2 separate regions of the Pan troglodytes genome follow, and region 2 is linked to region 1. A link is a contact called in public HiChIP or PLAC-seq data. All regions are on one chromosome and are shown on one strand. The core of a region is the stretch at or near the end of the contact, and the rest is flanking DNA. Distances in the headings are between cores, read along the strand shown. Region 1 holds the start of PAN3 (poly(A) specific ribonuclease subunit PAN3). Region 2 holds the start of POMP (proteasome maturation protein).

What was found. HiChIP or PLAC-seq counts read pairs in DNA pulled down with a chosen protein or histone mark.
Region 2: an H3K4me3 HiChIP or PLAC-seq map of stem cell-derived excitatory neurons shows a contact between it and region 1, with 4 times the contacts expected there. The contact joins the promoter of POMP here to the promoter of PAN3 in region 1. A contact is called at or near these places in 1 of 7 Hi-C or Micro-C datasets (stem cell-derived neural progenitor cells) and 1 of 1 datasets of contacts at active chromatin or transcription factors (stem cell-derived excitatory neurons).

Annotation. Positions count from the first base shown.
Region 1 is chr14:27,299,235-27,306,313 of NHGRI_mPanTro3-v2.0_pri, reverse strand. It overlaps PAN3 (poly(A) specific ribonuclease subunit PAN3), which reads right to left and starts at 1,607. Exons shown (of 18, transcript XM_009426786.4): 1 at 741-1,607. The coding sequence starts at 1,170.
Region 2 is chr14:27,826,179-27,833,140 of NHGRI_mPanTro3-v2.0_pri, reverse strand. It overlaps POMP (proteasome maturation protein), which reads right to left and starts at 4,489. Exons shown (of 6, transcript NM_001251996.1): 1 at 4,431-4,489; 2 at 1,111-1,208. The coding sequence starts at 4,433.

The DNA of each region.
Region 1 (7,079 bases), core at 358-2,857:
CTTGATACAAAGCTATAGAAGACAGGATCCCAGCTGACACCAGCAAACTTATTCTAGCTTTCAGGGAAACTCAGATGAAATGCGTCTTTGTGAAATCCCTACTCTAAACTCTCGATTAAACCTGAGCACACTTTGAACGCGACAGTCCGCTCCCTCCTAATCCTTAGAAAGCATTTCCTGCCTGCAAAACCTTTCTCCCGCAAGCCTTCTACAAACTTTTTCCGTTCTTTCAACCTACTCCACGAAGCCTTAAGCCCGCCCCTCACCTCCCGCCCCCTACACACACACACACACACACGCACACACACACACAAACACACCCCTCCCCACTAGGGAACCTCAACACTCTGCAGACGCCACTCCACAAGGACACGCAAAACACATGTGCCTGCAAACCCAGCCCCTTTCCACACCCCCCGGAAACGACACCCCCTTTCTCACACTCCGCACGCCACAGCCCATCCCCCTTCCTCCCCGCCCCCACCTCACATCACCCCAGTCCTCCCACCCACGTTCCCGGGAACCCAACCTCCCAGCGCTCTCCGACTTGCCGAAGGCAGTGGGGAGGGGAAGCAGGAAGAAGGAAGGAGGGCTCAGGCCCGGCCTAGGCCTCTCAGACCGCTTTGGGAGGTGAGGGGGGGAGTCCGCGGGCCGTGCTCAGCTCCCGTCGGCAGCAGGGCCTCATCCGGCCCAGGCCTGCCCTCCGCCGCCGCGGCCCGCCCCGCCCGCAAAACACTCACTTGCCAGGCGCGGTCCATCGAGTCCCCCGCTGCTGCCTCCTCCGCCGGCTGCGGCTCCGGTCCCCGGGTCCCCCAGGTCCGGCTTCTTGGGCCCGGGGGGCGGCCCAGCTCCCCCGCCCGCGACGGCTCCCGGCGGAAAGCCGGCCACGGGTGCACCAGCCAGAGCCAGGGGGACGCTGTTGCTATGGAGGCCGAGGCCCGGGGCAGCCCCGGCGGCAGGGTCCTCATGCAGGAACTGACACTCCTCCCCGTAGAAGCAAGTCTTATCCTTAGCGTAGTAGCGGCAGTACTTCAGCTTCACTCCTACCGCCGCCCCGCCGGGGACACCCCCGACCCCCGGCGGGGCCACCACCGCCACCGCCGCCGCCAGCGAGGAGGAGGAAGGGGAGGCGGCGGCCGAGGTGGGCGGGAGGCCGCCGCCACTGTTCATGGCAACGCCGCAGCCTCGTCTTCCGCCGCCGCCCGAGGAGCCGCCGCCGCCGCCGCCACCATAGACGGGGGAGGAAAGGAAGACGCTGCCGGTGCCGGATAAAAGCCTGGGCGGGTGGGTCTGTCCCGCTGCGGGAGCCGGAGCCGCCCGGGGAGAAGGGGGAGGGGAGAGGGGAGGGAGGAGGGGGTAGAAGGAGGGAGGGTAGGGGGAGAGTTGGGATTCTCTCACTCACTCTCTCGTTCTCTTTTCTTAAAGGGGCCGCGCGGGACGACGGGGTGGGCGCGCGGGCCCAGACGGGGACTTCGAGGGCGCGGGCAGGGGAACAGGGAGCGGCAGCGGCAAGCGGGTGGGGAAGGCGGAGGGGCCGGTTTATTTTTAAATTCTGCCTCCACTCGCTCTCTCGCGCTCTGGTTCCTCCGAGTTGTTTATTCCATTTTCCTCTTCCTGAGACGGCCGTCGCCGCTGCGCGTGCGCGCCGAGACGCGAGGGCTTATGGGTAGCAGGAGCGCTAGGGGAAGCCTGGCCGGCGTCGGGCCCCCGGGGGCATCCGCGAGCTATCGGCGGTTGGACCGGCGGCTCTGGGTGGCGTTCCGGACGCGGATCTGGCGCCGAAGTTCTCACGAGACCTGATACCTTCCTTATTTGTATATTCTCTTACTTAAAAAGCCAGATGTCTTTTTTTTTTTTTTCATTGAAAAGAGAAAATTGACAACGTAAACGGTCGTTTGGAGGGGCCACCTGGGGACGCGGCCCGAGCCCTGGCTCTACCTGAAGAATATCTTCTATTTGCCACACTTCCTCTCCCCGTTTCCTTTCTTCGCCCCTCTCCTCTTTCCCCTTCCCCTCGAAGGTAATGAGAACTACTGGACCGATTACGCTAACCTCTTGGCCCTTTGTCAAAAAATGGAGCCAAAAAGGTTGATTTAGACAGACCCCCTGCTCAGTGCAGCACCTGTTATTCTCTGTATTTATATTACCAAGGGCCTTCGGTAAATTATGAAAAATAGGATGCCACCTGGGACAACACTGCTTAGACAGCACTGGAAGACCTTTATAAATATACTAGGTTGCTTTTCTCCAATCAGCTAGCCTTGATTTGAAATTCATTTTTATTTTTTTTGAGACGGTGAAATTCATTTTTAAAAGATAGTTTTAACCTCAGCGATCTCTGATGTTTGCGCTAATACCCTTTTAAAGGCTTTCAGAAATTTTAAGGAATTGCTATGAAAGGAAAAGTAACATTCTAGTTTTTCTCTGTAAAAGAGGTTCACAAACGGCAGATCGCTGTTATGAAAAGAAGGGGTGGAAGTATTTAAGGAATTGTGGCAAACAAAGTCACAGAAGAATGGATATAAGCAAAAGTAGCACACTGAAAAAAATGGGGAAAAGTGGAGTCTAGATCACAAACTGATAAGCTTGGTGATGTTCTCTAGCCAAATTCGAAGGTAATAACATTGTATTATGGCTTTCTGTTTAAAAGCAGTTTCGCTTATTTGATTATTCAACAAATCTTTATTAACACGCATTACGTGTACCAGAAACTGTGGTACACTTAACTGTGGAGCTGGGGAAGCAAAAGTGAACATGCCGCCTTAAGTGAGTTCAGATGGCTTATCTTCCGGTTGGGGAGGCATCAAGTACACAGGTCCGTTGTAAACCAGTGTCTTAAGTGCTAACCTTATCACATTTGCTATTAGAGGATATTAAACATGTTAGACTTCTTGGAGAAAGTTGATACTTTCACGTTCCAAGTTTGGGAACATCATTGAATTCAGACAGATCTGGATTGAAACAGATTAAAGTGCCTACACTTTAATAGCTGTGTTCCTCTCAGTTAATTGCTTCATTTCTCTGTGCCTTGTCTGTACACCTGGATTAAGAATAGTACCTACTTCATAAAGTATAACTAATAATGTATATAAACTGTCCCATGCCTAGTAAGAATTCGGTAGGTTGTAACTATTATTAATAGTATTGGCCAGGCGCAGTGGCTCACGCCTGTAATCCCAGCACTTTGGGAGGCCAAGGCGGGTGGATCACCTGAGATTAGGAGTTCGAGACCAGTCTGGCCAACCTGGTGAAACACCGTCTCTACAAAAATACAAAAAAATTACTGGGCGTGGTGGCGAGCGCCTGTGATCCCAGCTACTGGGGAGGCTGAGACATAAGAATCACTTGAACCTGGGAAGCAGAGGTTGCAGTGAGCCGAGATCTCGCCATTGCACGCCAGTCTGGACGACAGAGCGAGACTCCATCTCGAAAAAAAAGTAGTATTGCTGCTAGTGGTAGTCAGTGTATAATCAAAGAGCATTCTAGGCAAACAGCTTTTATTGTTAGAATACAGTGATAGTGGAAAATGGAGCAGAGTCCACAAAAGTCCTTGTAGGGCCATGTTAAAGAATTGAACTTTTGGCCAGGCGCAGTGGCTCACGCCTGTAATCCCAGCACTTTGGGAGGCTGAGGCGAGCAGATCACGAGGTCAGGAGTTCAAGACCAGCCTGGCCAACATGGTGAAACCCCCGTCTCTGCTAAAAATACAAAAATTAGCTGGGTGTGGTGGCAGGCGCCTGTAATCTCACCTACTCGGGAGGCTGAGACAGAAGAATTGCTTGAACCCGGAAGGCAGAGGTTGCAGTGAGATCTCACCACTGCCCTCTAGCCTGGGCGACAGAGCAAGGCTCCGTCTCAAAAAAAAAAAAAAAAAGAATTGAACTTTTTCTTGAGGATAATTGGAAGTTATTACAGGGTTTTTAAAAGTCAACATGGCAGGGCACAGTGGCTCACACCTCTAACCTCACTGCTTTGGAAGGAAGCCAAGGCAAGAGGATCACTTGAGTCCGGGAGTTCAAGACCCTCTTGGGAAAACTAGCAAGACCCTGTCTGTACAAAACAATTTAAAAATTAGCCAGGTGTAGAGGCACTTGCCTATAGTCCTAGCTACTGGGGAGGCTGAGGCAGAGGATCATTTGGGCTCAGGAGTTCCAGGATGCAGTGAGCTTTGAAGGTGCCATTTCATGCCAACCTGCACAGCAGTGAGACCCTCTCGGTCAATAAATAAAAAATAAACTTATTTGCCACACATTTCATATCTCCACACTTTTTTAGGAGACAACTACTTATTCCTATAGTAGGGTTGTCTTTTTAAGCAGGGTTCATTGTTGAGTATTCCTTTACTAAAAATAAATATGTAGTCAACTCTAAGTTATTTTCATGTTAATGAAGATTACATCCAAAACTGCAAATAATCCATAAATTATTCATAAAATGTATATTTGACCTCCAACAGCATTTCCCCAGCAACAGAGACTACATTGCTAAAGGGTAATGTTAATTTCTATTAAATGCTAATAATTGAGGCCAAGCGCATTGGCTCACACCTGTAATCCTAGCACTTTGGGAGGCGGAAGTGGGTGGATCACTTGAGGTAAGGAGTTTGAGACCAGCCTGACCAACATGGTGAAACCCCGTCTCTACCAAAAATACAGAAAATTAGCTAGGCATGGTGGCAGGCACCTGTAATCCCAGCTTCTCGGGAGGCTGAGGCAGGAGAATTGCTTGAACCTGGGAGGCGGAGGTTACAGTGAGCCGAGATTGCGCCATTGCATTCCAGCCTGGGCAACAGAGCGAGACTCCGTCTCAAAATTAATAATAATAAAGATTGAGAGGAAAACTTCACATTTTCTGAATGGTTAATTATTATATTAGTGATAGCAGCCTGAGTCTTAAAAATTCTCCCTTAAGGACAAGCATGTGGCTCACACTTATAATCCTAACACTTTAGGAGGCCAAGGCAGGAGAATCACTTGGCTCAGAAGTTCTGAGACCAGCCTAGGCAACATAGGGAAACACTGTCTCTACAAAAAAAATTAGCTGGGCATGGTGGCATTCTGTGGTCACAGCTACTTGGGAGGCTTAGGTGGGAGGATTGCTTGGGCCAGGAGGTCGAGGCTGCAGTGACAGCCTAGGTGACAGCAACCCTGGTGTCACCTGGTGAAAAAAAGGTGACCCTGTCTAAAAAAAATAAAAATTATCCCTTAAGATAGAGTGGAAACTGCATGTGGATAAATGAGAGTTGACTGTTTTTGAGTCCTAGAAATGAAATTTGCTGCATATGTATAAATACATTTCTTACATATTTGTAAAGTATGTTCCTTATGCACTAAGCTCTATAATTTTATACAAAGTTACTAGCAACTGCTTAATTTAATCTTGTTGACAAATTTTGGGTGCACTAGAAGCAAAAACCTTCCTATTTGTGGCAGTGATAAATAACTGATACATGACAGATTTTTTGGCCAGGCGCGGTGACCCACGCCTGTAATCCCAGCATTTTGGGAGTCCAAGGCAGGCGAATCACTTGAGGCCAGGGTTCCAGAACAGCCAGGCCAACATGGTGAAACCCCATCTCTACTAAAAATACAAAAGTTAGCCAGACGTGTTGGTGCAAGTGCCTATAATCCCAGCTACTCGGGAGGCTGAGGCACGAGAATCACTTGAACCTGGGAGGCAGAGGTTGCAGTGAGCCAAGATCGTGCTACTGCACTCCAGCCTGGGTGACAGAGCAAGACTACGTCTCAAAAAAAAGATTTTTTAATGTATCTATAACCCTTTATAGAAGACATAGTCTTTCATCATTATCATCATACTTATGTTCTGGTATATACTACATAGGTTTTTTTAGTGTTTATGGCAGTAAAAGCAATTTGTTACCTTTCTATACAAGTTTTCAAAGGATTTCAAGATGCTCATATTTATTATATTCTTGTGAAATACATTAAAGGCAAATATGATTTTGAAATTAATTATATCTTGGAAATGGCCCTGACAATCTAGTATATCATTGGTATCATCCCATACAACTACCACCAGCCGTATAGAAGTACCTTTAACTTAGCAAAGCTCACTATTACCACTTCTGTTGGTTAAGCACCCCCTACTCCAGAAACTAATATTTGTATGTGAAATATGACCATTATAATCTTAAATCGGATAATTCTCTATTAATAATTGATTTTACTATTTCAAAGACTATGTTTATTTCAGTTTAGATTTTCTAATTTATACTTGGATGAAAAACTTTAAATCAGGAGACTTGCTGAAAAATATATGTATTAAAGCAAGAATTTTTTTTTTTCTTTTTTTTGAGACGGAGTCTCACTCTGTCGCCCAGGCTAGAGTGCAGTGGCGCAATCCCGGCTCACTGCAAGCTCCACCTCCCGGGTTCACGCCATTCTCCTGCCTCAGCCTCCTGAGTAGCTGGGATTACAGGCATGCGCCACCACTCCCAGCTAATTTTGTATTTTTAGTAGAGACGGGGTTTCTCCATGTTGGCCAGGCTGGTCTCGAACTCCTGACCTCAAGTGATCCACCCGCCTTGGCCTCCCAAAGTGCTGGGATTACAGGCATGAGCCACCGCGCCTGGCCAGAATTTTTTTTCTTAATCTTTACAACTTTTCTGTAAAAAGCAAGAATCTTAATAAGATATACTATTAATAAAATGAAGCTCCCGAAAAAAAAAAAAAAAACTTTGTCTTTTACTGTCTGTTAACCCTTTCACATGACCTATTATAGAGCAATAATATAAGTGCTAAAATTTATTCACAAGGTTTTTTATTTTATTTTATTTTATTTTGAGACAGAGTCATGGTCTGTCATCTAGGCTGGACTGCAGTCGCATGATCATGGCTCACTGCAGCCTCAACCTCTCAGGCTCAAGTGATCCTCCCACCTCAAAGTAGCTGGGACTACAGGCATGTGCCGCCAGTCCTGGCAAATTTTTTATTTTTTGAAGAGACAGGGTCTCACTGTGTTGCCCAGGCTGGTCTTGAACTCCTGAGCTCAAGCAATCCTCCCACCTCAGCCTCCCAAAAGCTGGGATTACGAGTGTGAGCCATCACAGCCGGCCTTAT
Region 2 (6,962 bases), core at 3,240-5,739, 520 kb before region 1:
AATTACGGCCAGATGCAGTGGCTCACACCTGTAATCCCAGCACTCTGGGAGGCCGAGGTGGACGGATCACTGGAGGTCAGGAGTTCAAGGCCAGCCTGACCAACATAGAGAAACCCCGTCTCTACTAAAAATACAAAATTAGCCGGGCATGGTGGCACACGCCTGTAATCCCAGCTACTCAAGAGGCTGAGGCAGGAGAATCACTTGAACCCGGGAGGTGGAGGCTGCGATAAGGGGAGATCGCGCCATTGCACTCCAGCCTGGGCAACAAGAGGAAAATGCCATCTCAAAAAATAAATAAATAAACAAAAAATAAGAGTAAATACTTTAAAATTAGATGTAAAATTCAAAAATTCAAAACACAAAATGTTTATAGGGGGAAAGGTTGTTATCCTTATTTTATTAAGCAGAAAAGTGACCTGCAAAGAGTATGGTCTAGTACCAGAAACTGAGACCTAAACATACAGAAACAAAAAGGAAATCACAAACATGGCGTTAACTGCATGCTAAAGCTAGAAAAGAAAAAAAATGGTAGCCAATACATACTGAGTGCTTCTAATGTCAGGTACTATTTAAAATATTTTTCAGGTAGTAACTCATTTCTTCCTCAAAAGAAGATACAGACTATTATTAGGCCTATTCTATCCATAAGGACACTGAGACATTAATTATGTGATTTGTCCAAAGGCACACATCTAGTAAATAGCAGAGCCACGATCCAAACCCAGGCCGACTGAATCCAGAGTTTAATCTCTCAACTGCTATGTTCTAGTGCCTCCCAAAGAAAAGCGAATTACTCTAATAGTTAAGACAAGAAGGCAAATGGCTAAGTTATCAGTAGCAAAAAAATAAATAAAAAGAATCCTACCAAATCATGCTAATGGGCACCACTGCCTAGGAGGACGCTCTAATTGGGAACCTACTACTTTGATGAGACACCTCTTCCACTACAGAAAATATCTAAGGCTCTTCCCCTCTGCACCCCATGTAAGGTATATTACTTGCCATCTGCCAACTAAATACACACGTATAGCCTATCAAAATACTTAAAGAATATTGTGAAAATTCACAGAAACATAACAAAATCAAAGTCATAACTCCCCCATATACCCTTTCCGAAGAAGATCATGACTTTCAAAAGGTCCACTTGCTGAAAGTTCAGTAACTGGAATACTGTCCTTTAGCTCAGATCCAAGTCCTCTGGCATTCTACAACACAAATAAAAAACATTATTAAATAGAAAAAAAATTTAAACACACACCCAGACAGCTGTGTCAAAAATATTAAGTAGGAGACAGAAAAATAAGAGCCCCTCAAAAAGTCCAGACTAGACAAATTACAGCAAGCCTTAAACATTATGATATGATAGAGACACACATGGTACAATGAAAATACCAAATTTAAAAGTGGGAAGGATTCCTGAGGTGATCTCTGAATGCTGTCAGTTTGAAAGGCATTCCAGGGAAAAATAACATGAATAAAGGCAAGAAAATATAAATGAACAAGCTTCAGGTAGTTTGAGATAACTGGCTAAATATGTTTCCAGTAAGGCAGAAGTAAAGGCTGATGAAATACAAAAGTGAAACATTTTACGTGCAAAGAAATGTGGGTTTTATTCCAAAACTGAAAGCCTCTGAAAGGTTATGGCATGATTGAATTTGTTTCCCCTGGAAAAACCGCTCCCTTAGGTTAGAGTGTATAACACAGAATAAAAAAGTTGAAGACAGCATCCTCGGGAATACTATTCCCTGAGGACAAGGAAAAACAACACAGAAATGGGATTAACAGACAGGATGGATAAAGAAAAGTAGAGAAGCTGGGAAAAAAAGGGAATTTCAGAAAGTGTTTGGTTTCTATATGAAGATAGCACTACCTATAAAAACTATGTGTATCTAATCAGGATAGTGTAAAACAAAGTAAAAAAGACAGTGCATTTGGTATTGGTGTATGATTACCCTACGCTACTGTGAAATGCGCAATCACCAGATACTTATTAGCCATCTACTATGTGTCAGGTACTCTGCTAGATACTGAAGATACATGTCTACCTCCCGGGGCTTCAGCTTATGAAAATATATTAAACAAGCAAAGAAAACATGGTGTTACAACAGGCAAAGCATGAGATGCTAACTTTATTTATTTATTTATTTACTTTTTCAGATAGGGTCTTGCTCTGTCATCCAGGCTGGAATGCAGTCGAGCAATCACGGCTAACTGCAGCCTAGACTTCCCAGGTTCAAGCGATCCTCCTGCCTCAGCCTTTCAAGTAGCTGGGACTACACGCGTGCAACATCACGCCTGGCTAATTTTTTTATTTTTTGTGGAGATAAGGTCTCAACTATGCTGGCCAGGCTAGTCTCAAACTCCTGTGCTCAAGCGATCTTCCTGCCTCAGCACCCCTCAAAGTGCTGGAATTACAGGTGTCAGCCAGCATGCATGGCCCAAGACGCTAACTTTAAATCACTTGTTGCTCAAGTCCAATATCCCTGTGATTCTGCAGAAAAATGTAAAACAGCTACAGGTAGTTTTAGTATCAAATTTTATATTATTCTAGAAGAAAATATTCTGAGAAGTCAGCTTTTTAACTGATTTCTTAATTCGTTTGTATATTTGATTTAGTCAGGTATTTTATCCTTTCCAGGGTTTCTTCACTACACCACTCTAGCCCAGCCTATCACACATGGATAACTTCAACAGCATTCTACTGGGTCTTGCTGCCTTTAGACTCACCCATTTTCCAGTTCTGTATATCAAGGTTTTCCTCAAGCATGAAACCTCCTCCAACAAAACTGCTATAAAATCTTTGTTGGTTCATCGATGTCTGAAGCACAAAGTTCAGACTCCTTAGCCTGGACCTAAAGAACCTGCGTAATAGGTTCCAACTCCCCTACATACAAGAAGTCATGGTGGACGAGGAAAAGAATCTGAACTCTAGTGTGGACTGTCACTAACCTACTTTGTGACTGCCAGCAAAGCACCAACCTCTCTGGCCTTGTTTACTCATCTGCACCAAGGAGCTGAACTCCTACCAGGACTACAAATGCTCCTTGACTTATGATGGGGTTACTTCCTAATAAATCCATCTTAAATTGAAAATGTCAAAAGTCAAAAACACATTTAACACACCTAACCTACTAAACATCAGGCCTTAGCCTAGCCTACCTTAAATGTGCTCAGAACACTTACACTAGCCTACAGTTGGCCAAAATCATCTAATACAAAGCCTACTTTATTAAAAAGTACTGGGTATCTCATGTAATTTATTGAATACTGTACTGAAAGTGAAAAACAGAATGGCTGTATTGGTACTCAAATATGGCCTCTACTGACTGTGTATGGATTTCACACCATCATAAAGTCAGAAGATTGTTGAACCACCAGAGGTTGGGGACCTTCAGCAGAGATGTGTGATTGTTACTTTCCAAATGTATCTTCTATTACTTCCCTATATGAACATTCTCCTCCTTCTGGACTGCTTTATTGTAAAGTAACAAGGTTTCAACGCACAAAGAAAAGGTGAATTCTGACTTCTGGATTCTGTTATTGTCATTTTCCCCAATTTCCTTCTGTAAAATATCAGGATTAGTACTTGCTGTTTCTAATAAAGGAAGGAGCCGAGAAAGGCAAATCTACGAAAACCTAACTACTAGTTATATTTGAGAGTGCCTAAAAAACTTTTTAACGATTAGCAGTATTTACCAATAGAAACTTTCTAGATTTGGATGGATGGCCTACCAGCAGTACCGATATCAGAGTCTGTGGCAATGGTGACTCAGTGTTCTTCTCAAATACCACAACTTCCAAGTTAAAAGAAAGAGAAAGTGGTGGGGATGAGAAGGAGGGAGGAGATGTACTAACAATACTGGCAAACAGGGAATAGCAACTGTCTGATATTTTCCCCTCTAACATCTAGCACACTACAAGCTCTCAAAAAAGTTTGTAGAGCAAAGCTGCGTTACACAAATGCGACCTATAGTTGTGGGTTGTTTACCAGGCAGTTACAAGGGCGGGGGCTGGGGAAGATGAGGAGTCTGAGAGCTCCGGGCTCCCAGAGGTTACCCCTCAAGGAAAGGGTTGCCAGCGCCACCCCACAGAACGTTGCACTTTCACGGCTGCCTTTTCCACTTCTGCGCCAAGTAAGGGGAGGAGGTCTGGGCCTGCTGGGGTCTAAGGGCTGGAAGAGCGCAAACCGAGCTAAGAGGAGCAGGATGAAGCCGAAGCGCTGCTAGTGGGACTAGTGCCGGGCCCCGGCGACAGCCACGACCCACCCAAACCCCGTGACTCGACAGATTATGGCGCCTGAGGCCGGCCTCAGCCCCACGCTGCCGCCGCCGCCGCCACCGGGGACGGGTTGGGAGGCTACTGCCTGTTTCTGCCGAGCCACGGTCCCGAGCCCGCGTGGAACTCCGGCCGCCCGGGTACCCACTCACCATCTTCCGCAGCTCTGCGAACAGCCTCTCTGCCCCGTTACCGTCAGTCGACCCCGCCGCTCACTTCCGTTTCCGAGGGCTGGCCCCCACATCCGCCGGAAGTGCGTCCGTCCTGGCGAGGAAGGAAGGAGGGCGCGGGACGCCGGAGGGAGCTGCGCGGGGCCGAGGCTCCCACGCTTGCAATCCCAAGGGACCCAGGGCCAAGGGCGCAGTAAGGGTGTGGGCTGGGAGGAGGGAGGGGTCGGGACGAGACGTGCCTGAGGGGAGGGAAGACACGGACTCCGGTTTATTAATAAACATCTATGGTTTGTACGGCATTTTAAGATGTGCAGTGTGCTTTTGTAGGTACATCGCATTATTTAACACAAAATCTCTCTGAGGTAGCTATTACATTTCACAGAAGGGTAAACGAGGCGTAGGTGATTTGAGTGATTTGCTTGAGATCGTTCGGCTAATAAAGCAAAATTGGGACACAAGGCTTTTGTCATTTTTAAAAAACATAATATCGAAGGCCTGGTATGTTCCGAACCCTGTGCTGAGGCTAGGAATACAGAAAAGGACCAGACCGCTGCGGCCTCTGGGCTAGAGGAGCAGGGGTACTCCGGAGGCTAGAGGGGAGAGAGGCTCTGGACGATAGTGACTACAAATTAAGTAAATGTGATCATGACCGACATATGTTGGGCTCTTTGAACTGCGTTATCAACACAGTTCTAAGTGCTTACATCCTTCATCTCTTTTAATCTTTTCAGTAACCTTACGAGTACAATTTACAGGTGAAGAAACCGAGACATGAAGGGCTTAAATAAATATGCCTAAGGACATATTTATGAGTCTAGAATCCATGCTCGTTACACTATTCTGTATTGTTCAAATGTAATGTAATAAAACGGCCTTATAGTCTGCTGCCACAGGATGGAGACATCTTAGGGAATCTTTGGACTGACAGCTAAAGGATAAGAGCGAACTAGTTTGGGGTAGTAGGATATTTAAAACAACATTACGTGCAGATCTGCTTGTGCAAAAACGGAACTGGAAAGAAGGCCTAAGTCTGGCTAAAGTTCAGAAAGTAAAGTGGAGAGTACTGTGAGATGAGGTTGTAAGTAGATGGAGGCAAGTGGTTTTTGTTGTTGTTTTTGTTTGTTTGTTTTAAATAATGAGAGGGTTTAGCTATGTTGCCCAGGCCTGCGTTGAACTCCTGGGCTCAAGCGATTCTCCTGCTGCAGCCGGCTGAGTAATTGGAACTACAGGCGTGCATCATGGGACCTAGCTACAGGTTTTTTATGCAGCCTTTGTAGGCAAGATTAAGGATGAGGCTTTGTCTTTAAAAAGCCATCGAAGGATTTGAGAGAGGAAAATGATAAGGCCATATATGTTATGTATATCCACTGCCATGGTCATACAACTTTGAAGTTCCAGATGTTATGTGTTCTGCCATGCTGTCCTTTAGGTGTCTTCTGGTCCTTCACAATAGCCATGTTTAATCCTGAGATTTGAGTTGGAGTGTTTCGTTTGCATCTTTTTTTCTTTCCGTCAATTCCACCTGAGAAATTGTAAAACTGCGAATCTTTTCTTAAAAATCATTTTAACATTTGCTGATTGCTTACAGTTCAATGAATATGTATTGAACATTTGCATGGTACTAGATTCTGGAGCTATAAAGAAGAAAAGGGCAATTCCCTGTACCTGAGATGCTTATATATTTTCCTGGGGAAATAGACATGCAAACAGATATTTAAAATGCAGCATGGGCCGGGTGCAGTGGCTCACACCTGTAATCCTAGCACTTTGGGAGCCGGAGGCAGGCAGATCACTTGAGGTCAGTAGTTCGACACCAGCCTGGCCAACATGGCAAAAGCCCATCTCTACTAAAGATACAAAAAAAAAAAATTAGCCAGACATCATGGTGCATGCTTGTAGTCCCAGCTATTCAGGAGACTGAGGCACGAGAGTCGCTTGAACCCGAGAGGTAGAGGTTGCAGTGAACAGAGATCACGCCACTGCACTCCAGCCTAGGTGACACAGCAAGACTCCATCTCAAATAATAATAATAAAATAATAAAATGCAGTGTGATAAATGCTTGATAGAGAAAGGGGCTAAACCAGAAAGTTGTTGGGAGCAGGAGAAAACAGCATTCACGGAAGAGGAACGTGTAAAGGCAAGAGATTTGTGAAAAGTCGTGTTGTTATCTGAGTAATGGAAAACATTTCTCTGTGGCTGGAGCTCTGGGTGAGCAGGTGAAGCAAAATGAGATGAGGTTGGAGGGACAGGTTGGGGCCAAAACAAAGGGCCTTCTATGGTATGCTGAGGTTTAGGGCTTTTTCTTATAGACAACAGGAGATAATGGAGGTCTTTTCACAAACATTTGGAATTAAAAAAAAAAAATTCTGGTGGCAGCATGAAGGACAGACTAAGATTGGGAGAAAGTAGGAACCAGGATACCATTTAAGCCACTAATGGTACGCTAAGGTAGTGTCACATACTGGAAAGGCTTTGAAAGGAAGGAAAAAATAGGAGTGAACCTAAGAAATACC